Regions from separate parts of the Zea mays genome. Here region 1 is linked to region 2. A link is a contact called in public Hi-C data. All regions are on one chromosome and are shown on one strand. Each heading gives the region's core, a stretch centred on a gene start, on an enhancer-like site or on the middle of the called end of the contact. The rest is flanking DNA. Distances are from core to core; before and after follow the strand shown.

Region 1 (5,580 bases), core at 1,195-3,694, 310 kb before region 2:
TACACCTCTGAGACCACCTTTCAAATGTAGGTTGCCATCTCACATGTTGTTTGCATCGTCTTCCTTCCAAATGACAACTTTGATTCCTTGAAGACTTCTGACTTCTCCTTCCCCTTTCAGTTTCCACCTGACAATCTTCACAATGTCTTCTCACAGGGTCGTGGTTAACTATGATTTCCCAACTGGTGTGGAGGACTATGTCCATAGAATTGGGAGGACAGGTAGGGCTGGTGCAACAGGATCTGCCTACACATTCTTCGGTGACCAGGATTCAAAGTACGCTTCAGACCTTGTGAAGATTTTGGAGGGTGCAAACCAATCTGTGCCGCCACAGTTGAAAGAAATGGCTCTTCGTGGAGGATATGGTGGAAGATCACGTCGGTGGGCATCTTCTGATGACTCTTATGGTGGTCAGGGATATGGTGCTAAAAGATCAACTGATAGCTTCAATAATAACAACTTCGGCAACCAGGCTGGAGGTGGTTCAAGCTTTCACTCGAGGTGTGTTTCAGTTTCTGTTTGATAGCTTCCTTTAGCCTAGTACAGCCATAAAGAGTCATCAATTAGCAGCTTGTATAACAGCTCCAGTGGCGGTCAGTTTGGTGATACTACGAGCTTCCATGGCAGGTATGTTGAAAATTTTATTATACATTGTCTTTGGTCCATCTATACATTAAATGAACTAATCACGTTACAGCTTCGATAACAGTGTCCGCAACAATCAGACGGGGGACAATGCGAGCTTTCCACCCAGGTGTGTATAAATTTTCCTATCCAGATGATTTTTTTAGCTGGTGTATCCCTGCTACATGATCAATTGCTATCTTTGATAATTCATACAGCTCCAGCAACAATCAGGCTGGCGATGGTCTCAGTTTTCATGAAAGGTACTTGATTAGTATTTGATCCAACCTTTTTTATTACTTTCTTTGGAATTACCCAATATTATTTGAAATTCTGAAGTTTATATAATCTCTGAAGTCTGAACCTGTGTTGTTATTTGGTACTTAACTGTCTTGTTGAAGTACTGATCTAACGGAACTCGTTTAGCATGAAAACAAAATTAAATCGGTGCATCATTTGTTCTATTCCCTTTTTCTTCGACAACTATTACCACTTTGTCTCCTATGTTTATCTTTTACTGAATGTGACTGCATCCATGAAGAATGAATTCCAACTGTCTGTATCCTCCATTCAATCGGCAGGTTCTATGGATCACGTGGAAGGGACCAGAGCAGAACAAGCAATGATGGATTCCGTGCCAGGAGCAGAAGTCCTCCTGGCAAGCCCGTGGAAGTTTCCAACTGGTGATTGCATCCACTAGGTGCAATCCAATTTTTGCGATGGTGACGAAACCAAGTAGAAGATGGCACCCTAACAAGTTATATTATTTCCTTTTCTTATCCTGCTTAGATCCAAGGATGTGATGGTCTGAACCCTAACGGTCTCCTGCTATCTTGATTTGACGTCTGGGAGACGCTTGATTCCGTGCCTGTGGGTTGTAAAGCGTTAAAACTTGACTTTGCTAGTGTACTCCCAATGATATAACCCAATCCTGGGTAAACAAACGCATGGGGATGAATTTTGGACGAAACCATGGACAACTGATGTGTGTTTAATGTCATGTACAATCTATGTCGAAGGCTGTTGTAAATGCCGTCCGCATAGTTTATATTGAGATGAGTGTCTGTTATTGCATGTGTTCGCCGTGGTTTGTAAACGCATGTGTTGTAGACAGCCACTTGACGTAGCTGTTCGCCGTGGTTTGGACCTTGGAGGTTGTACTAAATTCTAATCGTATGGATGGCTGGAACACAAAAGTCCACGAGTCTAGTCGCGTAAGGATGCACCATAGTCACAAAAAGTTTCTGGATCGATAGAATCGAGGAATGGGATCGAGAAACGTGGTACACTAACTATGAGAGGTTTTTACATGATGGTAACAAAAATGACTGTTTTTCTAGATTTTTCAGATTGAGGGTCGCTAGCACCATACCCATTTCTTGTGATTATGGGACGAACTATGATTGTTCATCATATCTCGAGTATAAATGAAAACACCTGCTACTGCAGCACCAGTTTCTGCAGGAGGAATGCCTTTTTTAGTTCCTGCAGGAGGAATGTTTTATTTTTGGGGTTCAAATCGATCAATGTTTTACCTAGTGCGGGTGGATGGAGACGACGATTGGTCTTGGTCGATCCTGACCCTTGAGACGCCGCAGTGAACGGCCGGCCAGACCTGCTTGCTGTAGATGTTGAAGAAGTAGATGATCATCGCTGAAGTTTTTTTTTGTTGCAACACGTGCAGTCTCCAGGTGGTTTGTGGTTCTTCCCCTTTCCAGGCTTGCGACCACTGCAGCAGACAGCTCGGCAGCTCCACTATGGAGTATTGTGGAGTGTTTGGGCTGGGTGGTGGAAAAGATAAAAGGAAAGGAAAAAAATAGCAGCACAAAATGGGCTGTATGGTCTTGGGCCTCAGAGGCCGAGAGTGTTTCGGCTGGACGGACTGGGACTGGGAGGCACCCGGCCCGGCAACCCGCAGCATAGTGCCGTAAGGCAGCCCGCAGTCACGTACTTGAAAAGGAACTGTAAAGAATACCGTAGGCTATAGAGTTCGAATGGTGCTGCAGCGAGTGACTGGAAAGATAGCTGTAAAATATAGTCAGCTGAAAAGAACTCTATCTGCAGCGTTCGCTGCCGTGCGACTGGATGACAGAGGTGGGACCAGAGGTGGGGCCCAAGAGAGACGTTGTGAAAGGCCGGTTAGGAGAGAGGTGAAAATAAATAATAGAATATGTGGTAGTTGGTATAGGGTAGAGATTTAAGATGAATATGACTGCGAAAGATTGTGAGATAGAGTAGAGAATCTCGCTGACGAGGATAGAATATTCCTTTTAGAGTAGAAATTTAGGGTTCCATGAGTGCGGATAGCCTAAGCGTCTGCTGGGCAAACCCAAAGTCCAAACGACGTGGCGGGGCACACGCTCGATACCTAGCTGCTGCTAATTGGCAGGGCAGCGGCCAGTGCTCTGACATCTTTCTTTCCCCTGCGGCGGCGGTCCGGCACGCTAGCCGGCCAGCCCGCTGCAGGTGCAGGAGTAGGGATGGGAACCAACGGGGAATTCCTCGCCGGAGAATAGCTCTTCATACTCGTTTTCGCGACGAAATTTTTTCTCATGAGGATTCCCACGAACGCTTTCGGAGAATATTTCTTCTTCATCCCCGTTCCTCACGGGATAAATTCTCAACGAGGATCCCTATCTCCATTTAAATTATAATTAAGACATATGTTCTTTGTTATTAATGTTAAACATTGTCACTTATACATATTGTCAGATGTAATAAATCATTATACATACATCAAAATAAACACATTTGTACAATTAGTGGTCTCTTGACAAGGTAATTATTTATTTTTGTTGTTAACCGATACACAAAAACATAGTCACATGCAAGTTTAACGGGTCCCGCGGGGAACGGGATGGGGAATGCTTCCCCGTCCCATCCCCGTTTACCCGTCAAGGGATAAATTTCCCCCGTTTATATTCCCGCGGGGGAAGTTTTGTAATACCCACTTTGTAAAAGAAAATCTAAGAGTAGAAATTATATTCCTTTTCATATATGGGTGTCATCCCTATTTATCATTTCATGCGGACACCTCACTTACACCAATAAATAATTAACAAAAGACACTCAATTAAATCATGCATCATGTTGAGGTTTCTATTTTTTTGTGTGCATCTTGTGACAGTATAAAAAAATCATATAAAAAGAAATATATTAAAGCACACAATATAATTTAAGGTCTAACAGAAATTCTAGAAGTGAGAAAGGAGGAAAAGAAATACTATATAATACAAAACAAAAGGTATAAAATTTAAACTCTGTCCATAGTGGTAAGATTAAAATCTATCTTTTATTGAGTACAAAAGTAACATGTATATTTGGAGTCTAAATTGGAAATTTAAAATGAAAGGGTAAAGATAAACCAGAAAAAGGATAAAAGAGACCCCCATTCATGGGCCAACTTACACCAATCCGGCCCAATACACCACCCACTGCGTCGCCCACCTGACCGGGATCTGGCGCGCGCGGGGGGCTGACATTAGGGGCCCACTGACATCCGCTTATCGCTTGCGCGCTCACTCCTTTCCCGCTGACACCTGGGGCTCGCGCGTCAGGCTTGTGCGTCGTCAACGGCTCGTCCGAGCTTCGCGCGGATGGTGGGTGAACTGTACGCGACTTCACCGTGGGCGGGGGAAGTGGAGGTCATTGCACCCGATGACGTTACCTAAGGATAAATCCTCGCATTCCCTTCCCCGACCACGTGTGCACCCTTGCCCTGTTCCACCATCCCTGAGAATCACCTGTTGGAGCGTCGCTGCGGACCGTGAAGGGAGGCGTCCGCTGCTGCACCCGTTCTTCGCCGGTGAAGCAAATTGGGGCGCGTGGTTGGCCAACGACCTTCGCTGCGCCCTAGAGAGTGAGATTGGCGTCGCCGCGGAACCAATCGGGCCACGAATCCAGTGGATTTCCTCACCGGTGTGGGCAGAATGCGGCAAACTCGCCCATCACCGTGGGTGGGGCGCTCTGCTGCCGAATCCCCAACGAGGTACCTCCTGAGCCTTATGTAATCGCCTTCTTGTTATTTTGGAACCATCGTATGCGTGCTGTTGTGCCTCACTGGTATTCCGGCTGTGGACCGACCATGGCATCGTCGCTGGGGACCGGTTCGCCGTCGTGGGCGCGGTCGGAGGGGAGGAGATGGACCTCGTCCGTTGGATACTAGCCAACGGTCGCGATTAGATAGTAGGTATACCGCTTCGGGCGGGGGAAATCGTAGCCATTGATCTCTGCATCAACGGATTAGATTAGATCTTCAAATAACTCTTCGACCCTTTTAAATCCGCTTCGTTGATCTGTGATCCTGCGGTCCTGGTGCCATACCGGTTCATCACCTGCGGAATTAAATCTGTGCCATCCGTGTGTAATCAAACGGCCAAGATTAGTCAATACCCCTTCGTGTAGACAGTTTTTCATATGAGCCCCTAGGCTTTACGGAAATAGAACCCGCCGTCTGTAGTTTTTGTTCACTAGGTCTCTGGATTCTTGCGCCGAGGCCCCTGCGCTTTCCTATAATTGACGCCCAGTCCAGGAAATTAGAAAATCAAAGAAAATGAAATAGGAATTTATTTTTAATGCAAAAATAAATACTAGAACTTGTGTAAATCATAGAAAATTCATTTTAACTCGTTTTTGACCCGTTCCAATTTCTATAATTTTGTATTAATATTGTTTAGCACTTAATGACTCTGTTTTAGCATGAAAACTATATTAAATTTGACCACTTAATTATTTCCGTATCAAACACATAAAATCTTCGGAAATTCATAACTCCTTAACCGTAACTCCGATCTTAGTAGTTCTCGATCTCTCGACCTCGTAGCGACGCGTAGATTATTATTCAGTTTGTTCTTATATTTGGTGTGATGTTAATTTTATCTATACCATGTTTGTTTGTATTGCTACGACTAGTGCGAGGACACGTGTCATCTGAAAAGCAAGTTGGTACCTGGAATC
Region 2 (5,755 bases), core at 345-2,844:
TCGAGGCTCTTGAGCTGGCCCAGGGTCGCCGGGAGCGGGCCGGAGATGCTGGTCTCGGCGAGGCCGAGCATGGTGAGGTTGGAGCAGCTGCCGATCTCCGGTGGGAGCGCGCCCTGGAGGTTCTTGTTGCCGCCGGCGCGGAGCACCTCGAGGCTGGCCATCTGGCCGATGGACGCCGGGATGGGGCCCTCGAGCTGGTTGTCGTAGACGACGAGCTCCCGCAGCGCCGTGAGGTTGCCGATGGCGTCCGGGATGGCGCCCTCGAGGCGGTTGGAGTTGACGTAGAGGCTCTCGAGCCTGCTCCCCGGGCGGCAGAGGGCGGCCGGGATCGGCCCCGTGAGCGCATTGCTGCTGAGGTCGAGGTGCGCCAGCGCCGGCAGGTCCCCGAGCTGCGGCGGGATGGGGCCCGTGAGGTTGGCGCCCGTGAGCACGAGGCGCGCCAGCGTGGCGCCGACGGCGGAGGAGTGCAGGTCGGCGGGGACGCCGCCGTGCAGGCCGACGAACTGCAGGCTGAGCTCCGTGACCCGGCCCGCCGCGTTGCAGGACACGCCCGTCCACCGGCACGGCGACGCGTCGGAGTCCCTCCAGTCCCCCAGCGCCTCCTCCGCGCCGCCCCGCAGCGTGCGCTTCCAGGCCAGCAGCGCCGCGCCCTGCGCGTCCACGGCCAGCGCGCTGCCCATGCACGCCAGGACAAGCGCGCACCACAGCAGCAGCGGCGCCGCCGCCGCCGCGCACGCGCTCCTCCACCTCCCGTTCATCACGTCAGGAGGCATCCTCCTCTGCAGCTCAGCTTACGAAACCACAGCCTGCCAGGTCGGCAGGCAGCCGACAGCGTTTGACACTGTACTTGAGAGATACTACACTTCACTCCCAGAGCATATCCACCCAGGCAGGCGACCAAACTACGACGATGAAGCCGATGAGGAGGATGAGGTGAGGCGGTGCTGTAGGATCAGCTGCAGCTGGTGTCACTTGCAAATCTGTGTCGTTGCTTGTGCCGGAAGCAGCAGCGCAGCGCAAAGAAAGTGGCTCTGCGGCTTTGCTTTGCTTTGCTTGCAAAGCCAGGGAGTAGGTGGATTGGTGGCGAGGTTTAAGCGAAGCCTCACTGACAAGACAACAGGTTTTAGCGGAGGGAGAAGAAGAGGCAGAGGCACGCCACTGCCACGGCCATGCGCCACAACGTGGATGCAGTGCAGCTGTTATACGCCGATGAGCAGGAGAGAGGGAAAGGTGGAGCAGGAAAGCAGCGAGAAACGGCAGATTAGGTGGCAGCAAGCTGGTTCCGGTTCAAGTTCAGACATTGCAAAGTACCAGGACAGGAGGAGAGGGAGAAGAAGAGAGAGAGAGAGAGAGAGAGAGAGAGAGAGAGAGAGAGCGGGTGGTGTGGGTAGCAGTGGCTGGCACTCATGTGTGTCTGCGGAATCTCCGGATCCGAGGCCACCGGTTGGGTCAGGCACTCAGGCAGGCCGGCCGTCAGGACTCAGGACGCTCCGCACCGCACCCCGGTCTCATCCCTATGCTTGTTTATTGCACTGTCATTCTGTCAAGTAGCAACGCTACTTTATTACAGTATTATGTACCTGTGCTGACTGGTGATACAACAGCGCTTGGTTTTAATTCTACTGATTTTTACAGTTGTTACAGTGTTTTTTCTACTGATTTGTACCTGTCCTGAGATGGGGAAGAGAAGTGAGACTTAGGGGTGTTTGGTTACACCCCGCTAAAATTTAGCCTCTGTCCCATCAAATGTTTGAACCTCCGTTCCGGGTATTAAATGTAGTCGGATTATAAAACTAATTTGTCAGCCGAAGATTAAAAGACGAGACGAATCTAGTCCAGTTGGTTGGGTCTATATTTCATACTCCTATTTAAAAGTCAAACGCTTGATGTGACCCGGGCTAAACTTTAGCAGGAGCAACCAAACACCCCTTTAGTTTGGCACTCAAAGAAAAGATGGTGAATCACATCCACTAAAGGTCGTCTGAAGCTGTTGCATCGCATCGCGTCGGTCAGGTTTCAGTTGAGGCAGGCAGCTCCGCCGTCATGAAAAGGCTGTGTGAAGTGAAGCCGCTGCGGCTGCATGGATGATGATGCTACAGCCTACGCAGCGTTCTGTGTAACCCTTCCTGGCTTCCTGCCGAGGAAAACAAAGAATCGGGCGGACGGGCAGCGCAAAGACTTTTTCACCACGCACGCCGCGCTGCCTGCCGCGGCATCTGCGTGCGGTGAGCATGGCAAGCGCATCATGCCATGCGACAGCGATGGCGGGGGGCAGTGGGCAAAGAATATCTTGGGAACGTAACGGCTCGCCTACAATAACAGTGGCCACCAACACGTGGCATGTAACTTCTCCCTCCGTTTTCCTACAGTTTCTAGCCCGTTTTTGTTTATTTTTTACTTCGACAGGGGGCATGTTTAAATCACTAGGACTAGCTACTAGTTACGGAGTCCGTAATGGCTATCTCAAATAGCTAGCTGATGTAGAGCTCAAGGAATAATAAAATTAATAACTTATCTTACTACTAGTATATGGTCCACACGTAATACACTCAGTTTTCTGGAATACGTGAAATCTCTTATATATTTGCTCGTCATTCGTCACTAGCTATTCTCGTCTTCTCCATATTTTCTATCCATGTAGGAAATAGAGTGAATCTAGCTAGTAGCTAACAATTGGAACGCCCTTAGAGCTAAAAAAACACTTGGAATTTATCTGGAGTTAGCTAGGTAACTAGTTGATTATAGCTAGCTAAAGACTGATAAAAAAATATCTTCTGTTTGAATGAGGTACAGATTATGATTTTAGTTAACTTTAGCTAGTTAACAATTACTCCTCCTAATACTGAATAGGTCCTAAACCTTCTAATGAACTGTTTTTATGGTCCAAGATAACTTATAATCTAGAACGTAAGGATAGTAAACAACTCTTCATTTCCCTCACTCAGTACGTATGCTCACTTCCAAAAAAAACCACTTATAATTACTACAATAACCTTTTGTCCAAACCACCTGTGGCGTGAACTTGTGATTGTTACAGGCACTACAGGGATGGCAAGCAACCGAAGCAAGAATCTGGATGGTTGAAATTAGCCGAAAGGTGAAAAGTGGGGGTAAAGAAAACAAAGTAAAAAGGGGGCAGATCACAGCTGGAGTACTCGCTACTGGGTGAAGCGGTGGTAACACAACTGTTAGATTATAAGTTCCGTCGCGCATTAACAGACTAATTAACAATCACAGCACTTTCTTACTGTTAGATCTCTGCCCCGCCTGCTCCCGCTCTGCAGAGGTTAAACAAAAGGATGCATCAGATCCACGCCGCCCATTGATGGACGGAGGGCGGCACATGCCCTCGCGCCGCTAGATGGGATCTACTGCTGCTGCTGTTACCGCAACCACCTAGCACTAGAGGTAATAAACTAATAATGCCATCACCCCGGCCTTTCTTGTAATTCGTGCTGATGGAGAGGTAGTGGCAGCGGTTAAAAAAAAAGAGAGAGTCTCTGGCGATGTACCACTGAAAACTTTGCAGGCTCAGAGATCTAGATCTACCTCCTCCAGTCCAGTCCTCCTCCTCCTCGCCCCTCCCAAATTCACATCGGCAAAAGAGCAGTCCTGGTTTAACCAGGACACTGCACCTCTAATCCCGTGGAAGACGGTAATTCCAATGAGTAGAACTTGCAGAGGATTTACATCGGAACTAGGGTTTCTATCTGGGACAGGCAACAATGGTAGTACTACTCCTGTCCTGCGTTGCATTGAAGTACAGGGGGCACAGACTGATGCGATGCACAGGTCCAGATAACTTTTATACTGTAAAACCATATTGGTATTACCCCACCAGTAAATCTAAGTTACCTCAACCACCTTGTTATTCAATTTTTAATAGTAAGATGACTATATATTTTTGATGGACGCTCAAACATACGAACAACAAACCATTTACGATATTCGTCAACCACACTTTACCTTTACCCTATTTTTAAAAGAGTATTTGGTATCCTAAATAAGTTCAGTTTTTTTAAAAAAAAATGTTAGCTGCAAAGTTTTATAACTTTTGAGGATCTACAGTTTTAGTTTCGATAGTTTCTTCATTCATTCACGATTGTTAATAAAGTTTCGAGTTTCAAATATAAGAAACCCAAACGTATTTTTTTGGGAGCTTAAATATAGTTTCAAATGAAAAGGCAGCCAGCTACAAAGGCATAGATCTTTTTAAGTGGCACAACTTTAATCAAACCGTTTTCTTCATCAAAGACCATTCAAAAAAAATTCATTTGTAAATTATTTGCAGTGGCGTGAGGTGAAGAAAACCATTTATAGTGAAGTTTTTTTTATAAAAAAAAAATCATCAGTAAAAATCATGTGTTTGCAGACTAATGCTTCTCTTGAAATACGCCAGTAAAAATCTGATGTGTACTAGTACCTAGTATGCATACGAAGGCTGTTAGTGTAAGGCTGTAAGCACATGATTTCTAATGATATGGTAGATTTTTTAAAAAATAAAAATAAAAAGCGTCAACAAAGACGCATTTACACTAACGGTTTATAGCTGTGTTGAGCAATGATACATCGCGGCATGCAATGCAGGGATGGGCTCAAAGCTGACCTGACCACAGGGGTGTGATGAAAAGGTGGTCAGTTTTTTTTTTACGTGGACGACGGAAAGGAAATGGAGAAAGAAAGCAGGAGACATAGCAGTAGAGTAGCATAGATGGTTAATGATCTTCTAGTGTCACGATAAATTAGTTAACTACTATCTCCGTTTCTTTTTATTAGTCGCTGGATAGTGTAAAATTGCACTATCCAGCGACTAATAAAAAGAAACGGAGGGAGTACTAATAAGGCACACCTAATGATTCACCCATGCACGGTACTAGCTGTCAAAGTTTTCACTGCGTTGTTATGATCCAGATCTACCAGGCTGTATGTATCACGCTGCTAGCTCTTGCCTGCCACTAGTTAGTCTACCTCTGCTTTTCTTCTGCATATAGTACACATGCGCATTTTTTTGACCGAATGCTAGGATTTTTGAAGTTTTATTTGGCATGCATCATGCAGCTGAAGCATCACTGGCCGCCGCATGCAGCCGTAAATAAGTCAGAGCTGTGATTAATTGAGCGCATTTTTAAAACAAGTTGAACTGCAGGCGGCGCTGATGCTATCTCTGATGAACGGGATCGTCGCGATACGATCTTGATTTCTCCTTAATTAGAAAAAAATGTACTGGTGTGACAAAAGGAGAGCAAAGGTGATCCACGGATAGGGGTGAAAACGGTCGGAAACGATCGGTAAACACTAAAACCATTTTCGTTTTCATATTTTTCCTCGGAAACGATATCGAAAACGGTAACTCCGGAAACGAAAACGACATCGGTAATTCGGAAACATCGGAAACGAAAGTTCGGTACGAAAATTACACCGGTTACGATCGGAATCTAAAATTCAATCGGTAAAAACTTTAACATGTACCCTCAATTGACTTCAAAAATCACGCAGGTCATGCATTCATATAAAATTAGTAAAAATATATAAGGTAGGAGGTCACAATAAATATATAAGGTAAGAAGTATACAATAATAAAATCAATATTATGCATTTAAATAAAGTAGAATCAAGATATGTATAATGATATGACACTGACATTCTATGTGTACCCCTACTACTTGGCATAGTCAATATAATTAGTGTCCTCTTAGTCCTTCTTAAGTTCTCGTGCAAATTATTAATATATGTATCAAGAGTAATAATAGATAAG

Evidence for each region. A called contact is a pair of places that touch in the nucleus more often than the background predicts.
Region 1: a contact with region 2 is called in a Hi-C map of tassel, with 1.9 times the contacts expected there. The contact joins the enhancer-like site here to the promoter of LOC103634865 in region 2. A contact is called at or near these places in 4 of 25 Hi-C or Micro-C datasets (bundle sheath, ear, leaf and 1 more).

Annotation. Positions count from the first base shown.
Region 1 is chr8:17,914,150-17,919,729 of Zm-B73-REFERENCE-NAM-5.0, reverse strand. It overlaps the pseudogene LOC100502188. Among protein-coding and RNA genes, the nearest start is that of LOC100277194, 14 kb to the left of the region's middle. Within about 2 kb of position 2,444, at least 19 of the 20 cell types and tissues checked have an H3K27ac peak or open chromatin away from gene starts, as enhancers often do. A contact at or near this core is called in bundle sheath, ear, leaf and 1 more, where this site is marked.
Region 2 is chr8:17,607,456-17,613,210 of Zm-B73-REFERENCE-NAM-5.0, reverse strand. LOC103634865 (LRR receptor-like serine/threonine-protein kinase) reads right to left here and starts at 1,594. Exons shown (of 2, transcript XM_008657448.4): 1 at 1-1,594. The coding sequence starts at 773.